2 separate regions of the Mus musculus genome follow, and region 2 is linked to region 1. The links are chromatin contacts, called in public HiChIP or PLAC-seq maps. All regions are on one chromosome and are shown on one strand. The core of a region is the stretch at or near the end of the contact, and the rest is flanking DNA. Distances in the headings are between cores, read along the strand shown. Region 1 overlaps Pla2g4a (phospholipase A2, group IVA (cytosolic, calcium-dependent)). Region 2 holds the start of Ptgs2 (prostaglandin-endoperoxide synthase 2).

Region 1 (7,398 bases), core at 3,047-5,546:
GTCATAGTCAGTTATCTTACATGTCACATGGAACAGGCAGCATGAATGCATAGGTTGGGAGCTGAGTTTTGGTGGGTATGACATTTATTCCATGACTCTTCTCACAGAAGTTGTACCTGTTAGAACTGGCTACACTGGTGGCAGGATTTCAGTAAGTTCTCCCTATGTCAACAGAACCATGATGGTGAACTAATTGTGGAACCAAACACATAGCTGAGCAAAACTATTTGAGTTCCTGTACTGAGTTCTTACTTCTTAATTTTAAAAAGTGCCAGTGAATACATAAGTCATGGGACAGCAGAGATCAGTTCTAGAGTTTAGATGCAGGTAAAGCCAAGCTTAATTCTCTGTGAAGAGATGAGACAACGGTTCTACTGGGCTTTGTTCAAGGGGGTCTTTAAAAACTAATGTAGAGATTTTAATATGTAATTATTGTTGGTGTCTATGGAAGAGGATTTTGTGTTTATTTGTTATTGAGACAGGGCTATGTAGCCCTGGCTGACCTTGAACTCATTACAGAACTCCTCCTGCCTCAACCTTCCCAGTGCTGGAACTCCAGATATGTTATAGCATACAAACTCTTAAGGCTCTTCTTGGCCTCTTTATTGGACACTGAGAACTTTCCCCTGAGGATTTTACCCCGAAAATATCAGGGCTTCTAAAGATACTTATAGAATCATAGGTAGGCCTTCCTTTTCATTGCTCAGGAGACAGCAGAGCTTAATGAGGACTTTTAAACAGAACAAAACAATTTAAGAGAGATATGTACATGTTTACAGGGTCATAGTATTCACATGATTACCAGAAAATTTTATTGAAAATTGAGAAGTTTCATCAAGGAGATGAAGATCAAGCATGTGAGTGATGTAGGCATGGACGATCCATTGAGCACTTTCAGCAGGCAGGATGCTTCTGTTGGTCTTCAGTCTTCCTTACGTGTACAGCTTCAATATTGAATAGTGGAGTAAAAGTCCAAGTGTTTTTAGTTTTTACTGCTTGTACTTATTAAAACAAATACCATAAGCCCCTTACCACCTTTATTTTGCTTTCTAATTCCTATGAAGACTGCCCAATTCCATGACTCACAGCATTTTCACCTAGAAGACTAACAGAAACAAACACAGAGATTTGAATCCTGCATCACAATTCCATTCTTTGACCCTGAAATTCATTAGACTGGAACCATGATTAATCCAGTTTACTAGTAGCAAAAATGCATTGTTTCTTTTTATTACTCCAAGGACCTCAGTGCCTACTCAAACTCAAATGGTCACCTTTTTGTCAGGTCCTGTATACACATGAATATTCCCAAGCACCTAAGCGCTGCATCCCCTACCCCAAGGGATTCCTAGTGCTTAATGCTCCTTCCTCTTAGTTGGTGACTATATTATATTTGCCTGGTATTTCCTCTGCTTTTAACCACTGCAGCATTATAAACATTGTTTTATTTACCTCTGCAAGTAGCTTTGGTTGAGACAAGGCAAATCTTGTTAAGAATGTGTTGTCTGTGTAAAATTTAAATAAATATCATCATTTGTACAAATTGCCAGAGAATATGAGGTGCAAAATCAAGTTTACTATCAGAACATAAATGTGTTTTTGAAGATTTGTACGTATGTATATATGTATTCTTGTGTGCCTGCATGTGTGTTTGTGCTTGTGCCCTTGTGGAGGTTAGAAGAAGGTGTCAGATGTCCTCCTCTATTTATTCCACTTCTTCCTTTGCAGCAGAGGGTCTTTTAGAACTAAGAGATTGCATTTTCTTGGCTAAGCCAAAAGCCAGAAAGCCCTATTAATTGTCCTGTCTCTGCCCCTCTTAAATGTGGACTTAGAGATGTATGCAGGGGACCTGACTCCCTGCATAGTTTTGATCTCAGCTTCAGGCATCAGGAATTCACAGCAAGTATTCTTGACAGCTGAGCCATTTCTTTAGTGCCATGGAAGAGCTTTTATGGACATTCATGGTATGCCTTGATTTTACTAGCTTCTGAGAAAAGAGATACTCTAAAGCTCCACTTCCATCTTCAAGGGAGATAGATGCTCACTTAGCAGGAATCAGCAACAATTCTGAATTGGCACTTAAACAATGCAGACCAAACACCTATGACGTTCCAGAAATAATGATCGAAATGCCTCTAAAATTAGTTTTAACTACATGTTCATTTACAAAGTGATTATTAAGCATACAATATTTGCAAATGCTCAGTGAGTCTTGAATCTACTGTGTTGTATATTTTGCATTCTAGCTATCAATCATTCTTAACACACCAATGAGTGCTCGTGTGACTTTTTATGCTCACACTCAGGGAAAGCAACACTCAATTAGCACATTTCTAATTCACTTTGGGTTTGACTTTGGGTCTGTTTTGGTCAGTTTAACACAAGTTGAGGTCATATGGGAACCACTGCACAGGTGATTCCAGGTCATGTTATAAAGCAAGCCATTGTGAGCAAGTCAGGAAGCAACATTCCTCTATGGCCTCTGCTTTAGTTCCCACCTTTAGATTCCTGCCCTGCCTTCCCTTTGTGATGGACTGAAATAAGTAGGAAATGAAATGAGACCTTTCTCCCCCAAGTTGCTTTTGGTCTTGGTCTTTGACCATAGCAAGAAAAAGCAAACTTAAGACCAAGCCCCAACTCATTAAAGGTAATGAGTGTGGGTGGTCTCCCCCTTTCCCTAAGAAACTACAAGAATTCTAGGTGTTTAGAATTTCCTATAGTGCAGAAGGAAAGCCTGCAGCAAGCATTGATGATGACATCACTGGCTTCCATCTTCAGGTCCATGGTTTTATGGATCCTGGCCTTCTGCTTTTGTCAGGAAATGAAATCCCTAAGGGAAGACTTCTTCTTAGTTTGTATAACAATAAAGAGCACTTGTGAACCTCCATAGGATAATGATGTTGAGCACAGACCCATGGCTACCACACAGTGGGTGAGAGCATAGCTTTCTTTTTTTTTCCAATTTTTTATTAGGTATTTTCTTCATTTACATTTCAAATGCTATTCCGAATGCCCTCCATACCCTCCACCCCCCACCCCCCGCTCCCCTACCCACCCACTCCCACTTCTTGGCCCTGGTGCTCCCTGTACTGGGGCATATAAAGTTTGCAAGACCAAGGGGCCTCTCTTCCCAATGATGGCCAAGTAGGCCATCTTCTGATACATATGCAGCTAGAGACACGAGCTCTGGGAGTACTGGTTAGTTCATATTGTTGTTCCACCTATAGCGTTGCAGATCTTTTTAGCTCCTTGGATACTTTCTCTAGCTCCTCCATTGGGGGCCCTGTGATCCATCCAATAGCTGACTGTGAGCATCCACTGCTATGTTTTCCAGGCATCGGCATAGCCTCACAAGAGACTGCTATACCAGGGTCCTTTCAGCAAAATCTGGCTGGAGTATGCAATGGTGTCCACATTTGGAGGCTGATTATGGGATGGATTCCCGGGTGCAGCAGTCTCTAGATGATCCATCCTTTCATCTCAGTTCCAAACTTTGTCTCTGTAACTCCTTCCATGGGTGTTTTGTTCCCAATTCTAAGAACGGGTGAAGTGTTCACACTTTGGTCTTTGTTCTTCTTGAGTTTCATGTGTTTTTCTAACCCTTTGGAAAGCAAGAAAGTTAAAACTCAGGTGAATTTCAGGAAAGATTGCCATCTTTTTTACAACTGGTTTTAAAATAGTGTGTGTGTGTGTGTGTGTGTGTGTGTGTAAAATACAAACGTATGCTCATGTGTGTTAATGTTTTGCATGCATACCACAGCCCGTATGTGTAGTCATAGAGCTCCACAAGTGTCAGTCAGTTATACTTTCCACCTTGTTTGATCAGCTCTTGTTCATAGCTTCAGATCCTGGCTACCTGACATACAAGCTTCCAGGAATTCTCCTTCTTTCTGTGAGGACATTGTGACACTTAGCGGCTTGCCTGACTTTATGTGTTCTGAGGATCCATAATTACATCACCACAACTGCACAAAATGCTTTTGTTTTCAACCTACTGAGCCATCTCCCCACTCACCTTTTCCAGTCTTGTTTTTAAAGCATCAACCTAAATTCCTCCTTTAAGTCCACCTAGTTAAAGCCTCTTCAAAAGACCACAAAGTCCTAGTGATTCCCCTACACAAGCGCCCTGTTTCTAGACAACCTACACGCCCTCCCTCTGACTTTGTTTACCTTGTCTTGGAAATGTGAACATTTCAGTTAGCATTGAGTTACTTATCTGTGTGCTCGATACACTGCCTGTTGTTGTGGAACCATTTCCTGTATCCACATAAAAAATGTAAATACTCTCAAACATCTCAACTAAGAGCTTAAGGAGTACTGGGGAAATAAATCAAATTCATGAGCCTCTTTTTGCTGCCTCAGTGAGGAGAGGATTGGAAAAATAGCTTTATGTTACTCCTCCTGTCCAGATTATAAATGTCTGTGTTATTTCTGTCCACATTTTATTAGACGTTTTCTGAAGCACACAGTATAGAGATTTTTATTAGTAATTATGTACTTTAATTACAGAATTTCAAATCTTATTCTTTGGAACTGACTAACCTTGCTCTTTCCTATCTGCTGCCCTGATGTGTGTATTTGGTAATTTCTTTCTCTGGGGTCAGCCTTTAGGTTATGACTGAATATGAGTTTTTTAAGAGTTTACTAATATGTTTGGAATGTTTTTGAGTCCACCCAAAAGTTTAAAGGGCTCTAAATCTAATGAAATTATTCCCCAGCGGTCATTTCAGAGGAGATAATTTCAAGATGAGTCAAGTGTCTCCTAACATGTTTATCTCACATGTCTTCGCTCTATGTGACAACGAAGAGAACGTGTTAGGCATGGAGAAGTACCAGGTGCTAAAGTGCTAAAGTGGAATGTTTTCCTCTTCTGCTTAGAATGACACATTCTATGTGAATTTTCAAGTAACTTTAGGAGTCCATTTAGGCATTTTCCTCTGCACTTAAATTTGAAGAGTTTTGTGTGTGTGTGTGTGTGTGTGTGTGTGTGTGTGTGTGTGTGTATTAATTTAAGTCTTAGGGGTTCAGTTAACAATACCATTGTCTATTTCAATAACCTTGGCTAGGTGGGATTTCACCCAGTTTAGAGAATTTCACCCTTTATTCAATAGAGTACGAAGAAGAGGGTTACAGCAGTATAGGTGTATATAGGTGGCATCGAAGAGAAAGTTCATTTTCTGTCCCAGTAGGGATCCCTGCACCCAGCCCATGTGCTGCTTTGAAGGCTCAGCCATCATTACTCATTTTGGCCCTCATCACTCCTGTCTCATACGGGAGCATCCTTGTGTTCCTGCTTTTACTTTTATCTATACTTTGAAAGGCCCATGTTCAGTCAAGTGAGAACAAAAGCTTATTTTCCAAATCTCTCTTACAGTTGAGTTATGTTCTCAGTCTTCTTTGCATGGACTAAAAGCATTCTATTTTTTGCTGAAAAAGTTTTAAAAGGCTGTGATTAAAATGTAAAGGAATTAAATTTTTTAAAAAATGAGATTAACCTTTCTTAAGTTCCCAAAATACTTTCTTAAAATATCTGTGTTGAATAAAATAGCCCCATGACTCTAAAGTTTTAAACATTTGTATAAACATGTCTAGCATATTATTTTTAATGTTTTAAAGTTTTTTCCTGAAAATAAAAAACTGTTATGTTTTTAGAGTTGTGTAGAACTGGAATGGCTAATTAAATATTACAAAGATATAGTTGGAATATCACCTAGTATCACATCTCCATCCTTAGAAGTTATTTTTTGTTTTTACAGCTCCTTGGATATATCAAAATACTTCAAGTTTTGCTGTTGTTGTTGTTGATTTTTTTTTCTTTTGGCCAAGGTTGATCTTGAACTCTATGCTCTGGGGATGAACTTAAACATCGTATATCTTATCATTCCGTCTCTGCCTCTCAAGTGTTGGGATCACAGGCATGCACTGTCATGTCTGGCTTCAGTGACACACTTGGATACATTTTCAGATAAAATTCAAACATAAACTGTAATAGCAACATGGGAATTTTGACTTTGGAAAAGAAATATTAAGGAAACATAAACAAGGGTTCTTGTAGCAATTTTCTTTCACTAAGGTCCTTACTGATAAATGCTGAGTGTCCCTGTGTAGTCAGGGCTTGCCAAGTCCCTCGAAAAATTAAGAGAAGCATCCTATTTGTGGCAAGGAACTACACTGAATGTGGCTTTCCCACCAAAGAGGAAGCTGTGCAGAGGCCAGAGCCAGCACTCTGTGTATTGCTAGGCTCACGTGGCCACTGTTTGTCAACTGTGTGACCTGGGGGAAGCTGCTCAGCCATTTCATGTCTATTCACCATTGACTGTTACCTGAAGTGACAGTTACATCTTCTTCTCGGGTTCCTTCACAGCATAACTATTTGTTAAATAACCAGAGGGGCTGAGCGAAGTTCTCAAGACTTATACTTCATGTCTTTCTGTGACTCTGTGAAACGTGGTGGAATATTGTTGTTGTTTTGGAGACATGGTCTCATGTAGCCCAGATTGGCCTTGAACTCACTACATAGGCTAGGATGACCTTGAATTTCGGATCCTCCTGCCTTCCCCGAGTGTTGAGATTGCAGGCATGTCTGGTTTGGGGAGTACTGAGATTTAAGTGGGGATTGAGCTCAGGGCTTTGTGCATATTGGGTAAACTAAGGTCCTTAAGTGTGTGCAGCAAGGACTTAACCAACTAAGCTGTCTCCCAAGACCTAAGAGTTACAACAAAAGCATTTTTGTTCCCTTCTAAATGGTACCACAGAGACTTAAATAAAATGGTCATACAAAAGCAACAAAAGTCGAATTTTGTTGGAGATCTGCAGATAGCATGTATTTTTTTCCACTTCAGTATTTTCCACCATTCACTGGTGTTACCTTTCAGTATTTTTAGCCCTAAGGATTACAGCTCTTAGCCTTTTCTGGAGGGAGCATGAGCTGATACCTATAAACACCTACCCTGATGCATTCCTGTTCTGGTAAGGAACTATTCAGGGAGACTCAGAATTTGTTTTTCAGTATTTCTTTGAAATACAGATGAAATACAAATGCACTTGGAAGAAGTGGCTGGCACTAATTTGTTTTGAGATACAAATCAAAAACAATGGGTGCTATATTACGAGAGTTATGGCATATTACTGAGGAGTGAAATGGATATATATAGTGGGGCCCACCTGTTCCTCAGTGCCCCTCATTATTAGATAACCTTTTATGATATTCATTATATTCTTGTGATGTTTTGTATTTCATAATTTGCTGTTGGCTTTGCCATTCCACCATTCAGTACTGGATAAGAAGTAATGGATCCCTGTTAGGATTTACAGTGTAGTACAGACAGGAATTACTTAAAATTGCTTTATTTGCTGCAGCTAGGAGTGTGGCTTAGAGAGACAGAGTTAAAGCCTGTT
Region 2 (7,398 bases), core at 3,132-5,631, 190 kb before region 1:
ATTCAGAGGCAATGCGGTTCTGATACTGGAACTGCTGGTTGAAAAGGAGCTCTGGGTCAAACTTGAGTTTGAAGTGGTAACCGCTCAGGTGTTGCACGTAGTCTTCGATCACTATCTTGATAGTCTCTCCTGTTACACAACACAGAGACTTTAGTTTCCTTACAACAAATGGTAGGGATGTTACCAGATCACATTTACTCTCCCTATTCACAAGAAGGAATCAAAACATAGCAAATGGAAGAGTTTTTCTTTTCTGAGGGGAAGATGATCTTACTTGTTATTTCTCTCTTGCTCACCTATGAGTATGAGTCTGCTGGTTTGGAATAGTTGCTCATCACCCCACTCAGGATGCTCCTGCTTGAGTATGTCGCACACTCTGTTGTGCTCCCGAAGCCAGATGGTGGCATACATCATCAGACCAGGCACCAGACCAAAGACTTCCTGCCCCACAGCAAACTGCAGGTTCTCAGGGATGTGAGGAGGGTAGATCATCTCTACCTGAGTGTCTTTGACTGTGGGGGGATACACCTCTCCACCAATGACCTAAATCACAACAATAATAACAGAGTTAAAAGAAGGAAAAAAAAGCCACAATAGTTTTAATATGTAAGTCTAAATGACAGATGGTCATTTTTAAACCATAAGGAAAATACCTGATATTTCAATTTTCCATCCTTGAAAAGGCGCAGTTTATGTTGTCTGTCCAGAGTTTCACCATAAATGTGATTTAAGTCCACCTAGAAAATTAAGTATGGAGAAAGTTCAATTTACTGATTTTTTACTATAATTTCTTATTCAATATTGATGATTTAGTTGTCTTTAAAATTCACCACGTGATTTTCTTAAGATTTATTTTATTTTTATATGTATGAGAATTTGCCTCTATGTATGTATGTATGTATGTATGTCATGTGCTTGTCTGGTGCCCTAAAATGTTACAAAACATGGAATCTCCTAGAACTGACTGGAGTTATAGGTGGTTGTGAACTGTCATGTAGGTGTTAAGAACTTAAGCAAAAGCAACAACTGTTCTTAATCACCAATCTAGCTCAATAAGTGACTTTTTCATAGCCACAAAATTCTAAAATAATTTGTCTACCAGAGCTACAAGTCTGTATATTTCTTTATGTTGAATAGTATTAGTATCCTATATTAAATATGCCACTTGCTTCATTATAACCATAATAGTAATTTTACATTGTTTAAAGAAGCATAGAAGGGGATTTTGTATGTGTGTGTGTGTGTGTGTGTGTGTGTGTGTGTGTGTGTGTGTGTGTGTGTAAAGGCTGGACCTCTTCTGCCTCAATAGCAGAGACCAGTGCCTGGCAAGCACAAACTTCTAAGGTTCACTTCCCAATGCCACCGATGACTAATAATTTATTTATTTATTTACAGAAGATAGACCCTTTTCATGGACCAAACTTTTAAACTAAAAATGTAAGGAAAATTACATTAAAATATGTCTCTGTGTGTCAGTTCATTTTTACTAAATCAGAAAATGAAAATGGAACACCTATTATGGTTTTAGTAGTCATGACATTTGGATTAAAAAAAAATGGGTGTGATTTGTTTGGCATGGTAAGATGTCAGCATTCCCTAAGGATTTGCTATAAATCTGAGTTAAGCCCACTTACTCCATGGCCCAGTCCTCGGGTGAACCCAGGTCCTCGCTTATGATCTGTCTTGAAAAACTGATGGGTGAAGTGCTGGGCAAAGAATGCAAACATCATATTTGAGCCTTGGGGGTCAGGGATGAACTCTCTCCGTAGAAGAACCTTTTCCAGCACTTCTTTTGAATCAGGAAGCTCCTTATTTCCTGGAACATGTAAATTCTAAAGTAAGTATCTATCCATTCACCTATTTGTTCAAGCAAACAGATGACTGTATAATACATGACAGCATCCATCACTTAGAAGCACCGTCTCAAAGAAGATCACAACATCAATACGACTGTTGTGTTTTGAGGCACAGTGTCAGGCTTGTACCCCAGGCTGGGCTAAGGTTTTAAATTCAAGTGTTAAGATATAAAGCAGGGGGTGTTATTGAATTTTTTATGAATTGTAACTAACATCAGTTCTATTTAGCAAAACATACTAAGGCTAAGACATTACATCAATGCAGATTTACTTTCCCATACTACATCTGTACTTTTAATAAACCTCTGTGGATAACCATACTAAAGACAAAACTATTTACAGTTTTACATAATGGACACCTTTTCTAGGTACACACCCAAGCCTCACTGCAGTTGCTATGTCTGTATTTCTTTACACTCACCCTTCACACCCATGGGAGTTGGGCAGTCATCTGCTACGGGAGGAAGGGCCCTGGTGTAGTAGGAGAGGTTGGAGAAGGCTTCCCAGCTTTTGTAACCATAGTGCACATTGTAAGTAGGTGGACTGTCAATCAAATATGATCTGGCTGAAATTTTAAAGAAAAAAAAATCATTGGTCCTCATATGAAAAACAACAACAACAACAAGGGCATATCAATTATCATTGTACAATGTAGCAAGTACAGAGACTAGATTTCCTTCAGACAAAGATACCCTGCTGTACAATGGCTGAACTTTAAAGAGCACTGAAAATGCATCTTCAATAAAGCTTAAATTTTACACAGGACATTCTGCTCCAGTAGTCTTGACTTTTCAGTTTCTACCCACTCCCTGTTCCATAGCTGATGACAGAGACATTTGGGCATGGCCCTCACCAATAACTACAGACAGCTATTTTTCTCTTCTGACCCAAACCCTAGTCAACCATTTGTTTCAAAGGTTCAGAACAATTCTATGTGTTCCGAACAATTCTGTGAGCCATGGGTATTTATTCAATGAACAAGTGAACCACACTTCCTCCACACGAATGAAGGACAGGGGTCAAAACTAGAATAGAGACTACAGGTTTTCATGACTGTATTTTAGACATTTCAGGGGAAAAACAGATTAGAAAAGGTATACTTCAAGCCCTTTGAAAAGGTCAGGATAGTTCTTGGGGTTGGGTTTCTAGTGCCTAGTTGTGTTGGAGGATGCTGGAAAACAAGGGAGGGTTGTACTTACATGTCAGCACATATTTCATGATTAAACTTCGCAGGAAGGGGATGTTGTTCACAATGTTCCAGACTCCCTTGAAGTGGGTCAGGATGTAGTGCACTGTGTTTGGGGTGGGCTTCAGCAGTAATTTGATTCTTGTCAGAAATTCAGCTGGAGAGAGACAAAGCAGGAGGAAGAATGAGCAGGCCCCTCCCCCATAGGACACAAATCTACAGAATGATGGTTACACATGTGGCCACATTCCAAAGGAAGATACCCCAGGAAAAACTTACGTGTAGTACAGTTTTCACCATAGAATCCAGTCCGGGTACAGTCACACTTATACTGGTCAAATCCTGTGCTCATACATTCCCCACGGTTTTGACATGGATTGGAACAGCAAGGATTTGCTACATTAAAAAAATAAGATATCCTGTCAGTTACTCTTGGTTGTTCTCATCTTAACTTAAGGATTTAATTCTGTCACTATGGGTCAACTTTACAATGATAAGTTTGACAAATACATAGGTAGACCCAGATTTAAAAAGGTCATTATTTTAATTAAGTCTGTCTTATCAACTGTTTATGGAAATAGCAAGCAACTTTGTATTCTTAAGCAAGAAACACAGAGGACCTAACTTCATAGTTCACATTACCAACATTTTTAAAATAACTCGGACACACAGACTAGAATTATTAAGCATCCCTTTAAATATTAAAATGGATCGACCTAGTGCAATAGTCAAAATTTAGTGTAAAGAAAATAAAATTAAAACAGTCAAGTTTTAGCATTTTAAATATATTTTTAAAAATGTATTCTGGATTTTTCTGTGGATAGAAAAACTCTAACAGGTATTCAAAGCAGCCACTCTTGTTCAGTTGCCCACATCTATGCTTTTCACAAGTATTGATCAGATTGTCTTACCATAATGACAACCTGTAAGCCATTAAGACTATTGGTTTTTAGCAAATAAGAAACCTGAAAGTGGGTTGCAGTTCCTCAGGACTTAAGCAGTCCAGGCTCTTTGCCAATACACAGCCAGGCCCACACTGCTAGAAAGGGGGTCTGAGCCTGAGGAGTCCCAGGGCGCCTCGGGGCGCAACTCACCTGCCTGGCTGAGCCCCAGGGCAGCGCAGAGCAGCACAGCTCGGAAGAGCATCGCAGAGGTGGCAGCGGAGGTGGCAGTAGTGGTGGCGGTGGAGCTGGCAGGATGCAGTGCTGAGTTCCTTCGTGAGCAGAGTCCTGACTGACTCCTGAAGCTCTTAGCTCGCAGTTTGACAACTGGCTGCTAATGGGGAGAACCTTGCTTTTAAGTCTGTAAAGCGGACTCCACGTGACGTAGTGGTGACTCTGTCTTTCCGCTTAGGCTTTCCCCAACCCCCACCAACTTTTCCCCCTCTCTGCTTCAGTGAGTTGCGCAAGAACCGCAGCGGCAGGCTTTTACCCACGCAAATGAGAGACGAAGGAAGCCGGGAAGCTGCCCTTGGCTGCCCCAGGTGGTGCCAAGAGAGCTGCACCGCCCTCTCCATCCCTCCAGGCGCCCTGTGGTTCGCTGAGTCTGCGCCTAGTCTGGCGCTCTTTGGGGTCTCCGGTTTCCTCCCAGTCGCGCATCCAGTGGGGGCCTAAAAGCTCAAGAGTGTCACAGCTTCCCCTCCCGGGATCTAAGGTCCTAACTAAGGGAATCCCCTCACCTCTCCCCACTGGGGCGCAGTCTGACGTGCTCGCTGCTCAGAGCACGCACACAGCTACCGGTTAATTTAATTTCTTCTATTTTTAATGAAATGAGTGTCCTCTGTCAGGGTCCACATCTGTACTGGTGGAATTAGGTTGAAGTCTTTCATGGAACTACCCTCCGGGTTCTGCAGTCACAGGAGCCCCTGGCACTCGCCTTTCCCAGGGACAGATGCTGAGCTCCACTTCATCGGAATGCTAAGTGTCCACAGCATTGCTTTAAGGTATTTTCCCCCTGCTGTTACATAGCTTTTATCATTTTGATCAGCAACTCTTTTCACGGGATGTATCACTAGAAAGAATTTGTTTTCAAATGTACCTTTTAAAAACTTTTTCTGTCCATGTTTACAAGAAAGTATGTTATGGCAACGGATCAAAAGGTAATAGTTATTTTTCCATAACTAGCCTTATTCTCCCTAACCTTAAAAAAAAATTCACTTCATTCAGAAACAGTGTTTGATAAAAAATTATTTGCCTAGAGAGGTGATGTTTTTGATAGTGTTGGATATCTTCCTACTGTGTTTGTGTTGGCCATGGAGGGGGTGTGAGGATGGAGTAGCGAAAAGGAGCAAAATAAGAAAAGGAGGAAACTAAAAAATTCAACTAAACTGTACGTTCTTGGCGTGAATGGATAAAAAAAATGACACAGAGTGTGAAATTACACTATATTCTGAGGACAGTTAAGTCAGGAAAATGGTTTGAAGCAGGCTGGGTAACACAGCAAGACCCCTGCTCAAAACAAAACAGAACAAAACAAAACAAAAATGAAAGGGGAGAATATCCACATGGGGGAATCCAATCGACCATGAGAAGCAGCACTTAGGAAACTCTAGCAAATACCTGACTCTGCGGAAGTCTCCCAGAAAGTAAGAATACTCATGGAATTTTTTTTTAACTGTTTGCTTCATGTGCAAGCTAATTTGATGCTACATGAGACACAGTGACTAAAACTCCATGTCACCCAGGGCCTTTGTTCTAGTCATGTTTAATCAGTCCAGGTATGGCACTCCCAGCCTCTTACACGGAGTCTTATGGGAAATTTCAACTGAAAGCACAGACTGTTTTCTTTTGGAGAATCCCTTTAAATAGTTCTTGTTTTCTGTTTTATTTTAAATGCGGGAAGTGCATGGTGTCAAACTAAGTTTGTTAGAGCTCCTGATACGAACTTCAGCTAGGAACTGTATAAAATTCCACATTCTTGACTGTGTACGAACATTTTCTAGTGAAATCTTCAACTGACTTTGACCAACTCCATCCTCATCTAATATTAATTGTATGCCCATTATGTAGAGAAGTATATTCTGATGTTTTAAAAGAGATTATGGCAAAGGGGGTGGTGGTGGATGGTGATGTTGGCCCTTAATCCCAGCATTGAGGGAGAAAAAGGAGTCTAAGCAGATCTCTGAGGCCTCCCTGGTCCACAGAGCACGTTTCAGGACAGCCAGCTATACACAGAAAAATCCTGTCTCACAAAAACTAAAAGAAAAAAAAAAAAAGAAAACATTACAAATTCAAAGTGAGGGGAAAAACAGGGCATAGAGAATAATCACCTTCAGACTACTTGACATTTAAAGACATTAAACATAATCATAGAAGAAATGCAAGTAAAATTATCTGTATGGTTGAGTTGGTTGATCTAATCTGTAACCTCAGATGTAAGGAGAGTTCCATATACTACGGAATGACAGGAGAACTCAGTAAGAAATTCAGACCTGGAGGACAAGAGCAGTTTTGAAAGGAAGTCCAAATAAGGACATAAGGGGAAAGTATTTTGTAATTGGCTGCTTTTGAGAAGTCTGGGATGCCAGAGCACACTGTACAGGCACAATTGGAATACTGGTTACAGGGGAATATTAACTGTCCCAAACCAAATCAAGATGGTTCAAACTGTTCTGTATGGCAAAGCACAATGGTAATGAGGCTCCTTAATAAGATGTTTATTATATAGCAAGTGTAGTGATGAACTGTGTGGAATTTTGGTGGTTCTCTGTACACTTGGGTACATATTTAAGTGTCTGTTGTAGAAAATATATTTTGTTAGTATATGAAAGAGTTTTGAGATTCTAAAAAAGGAAAATAAGGAAATGTACTAACACCTTTGAGAACATTCTGTTGAGTTTTACTGCCCTCTTCTGCTGCTTGAATTTTCAGCAACTTTTTTCTCCTAAGATGCTAGGTAGATTGTTAGGTAGATTTTCGTTCTAATTTTATAATGCACTTAGATAATTAAACATGCAGTGTTGATATTAAATGTAAAGTTCATGCATACACTGGAAATAAATGACATTTTTGTTTTTGTTTTGGGTTTGGCTTTTTATTAATTGTTATTTCTTTTTCTTTTCCTCGACACGGGTATCTCTGTGTAGTCATGGCCATCCTGGAACTCACTCCATAGATGGAGCTAGCTGGCCTCAAACTCAGATATTTGCCTGCCTCTGCCTCTGACATGCTGGGCTTGAAGACTTGTATCACCACCATCTGGCTAATAAAGGACATATTCCTTAATTCAAACAATATCCCATTCAAAGAGAAAGTTAAAAGTAAAAAGAAAGATATACTGTGGTAATAGAGGAAAGCAAGAATAGTTTTATTTGTTTTTATAGAGCATTCTTTAGAGGAAAGAAATGTAGAAGTAATA

What was found. HiChIP or PLAC-seq counts read pairs in DNA pulled down with a chosen protein or histone mark.
Region 2: an HNF4G HiChIP or PLAC-seq map of pancreatic cancer cells shows a contact between it and region 1. The contact joins the promoter of Ptgs2 here to the enhancer-like site in region 1. A contact is called at or near these places in 6 of 39 promoter capture datasets (the 3T3-L1 cell line, the C10 cell line, the HPC-7 cell line and 3 more), 3 of 484 Hi-C or Micro-C datasets (bone marrow-derived macrophages, embryonic fibroblasts and uterus), 5 of 115 datasets of contacts at active chromatin or transcription factors (the NIH/3T3 cell line, embryonic fibroblasts, fibro-adipogenic progenitors and 2 more) and 3 of 9 other capture datasets (adipose tissue, liver and pancreatic islet).

What each region holds. Positions count from the first base shown.
Region 1 is chr1:149,910,074-149,917,471 of GRCm38.p6, reverse strand. All of the region lies in intron 3 of Pla2g4a (phospholipase A2, group IVA (cytosolic, calcium-dependent)), which reads left to right. Among named protein-coding and RNA genes, the nearest start is that of Pla2g4a, 48 kb to the left of the region's middle. Within about 2 kb of position 4,296, at least 18 of the 459 cell types and tissues checked have an H3K27ac peak or open chromatin away from gene starts, as enhancers often do. A contact at or near this core is called in adipose tissue, pancreatic cancer cells and uterus, where this site is marked.
Region 2 is chr1:150,097,014-150,104,411 of GRCm38.p6, reverse strand. It overlaps Ptgs2 (prostaglandin-endoperoxide synthase 2), which reads right to left and starts at 4,381. Exons shown (of 10, transcript NM_011198.4): 1 at 4,137-4,381; 2 at 3,322-3,438; 3 at 3,056-3,199; 4 at 2,278-2,421; 5 at 1,635-1,816; 6 at 654-737; 7 at 297-543; 8 at 1-129. The coding sequence starts at 4,188. It overlaps Ptgs2os (prostaglandin-endoperoxide synthase 2, opposite strand), which reads left to right and starts at 4,538. Exons shown (of 5, transcript NR_015466.3): 1 at 4,538-4,984.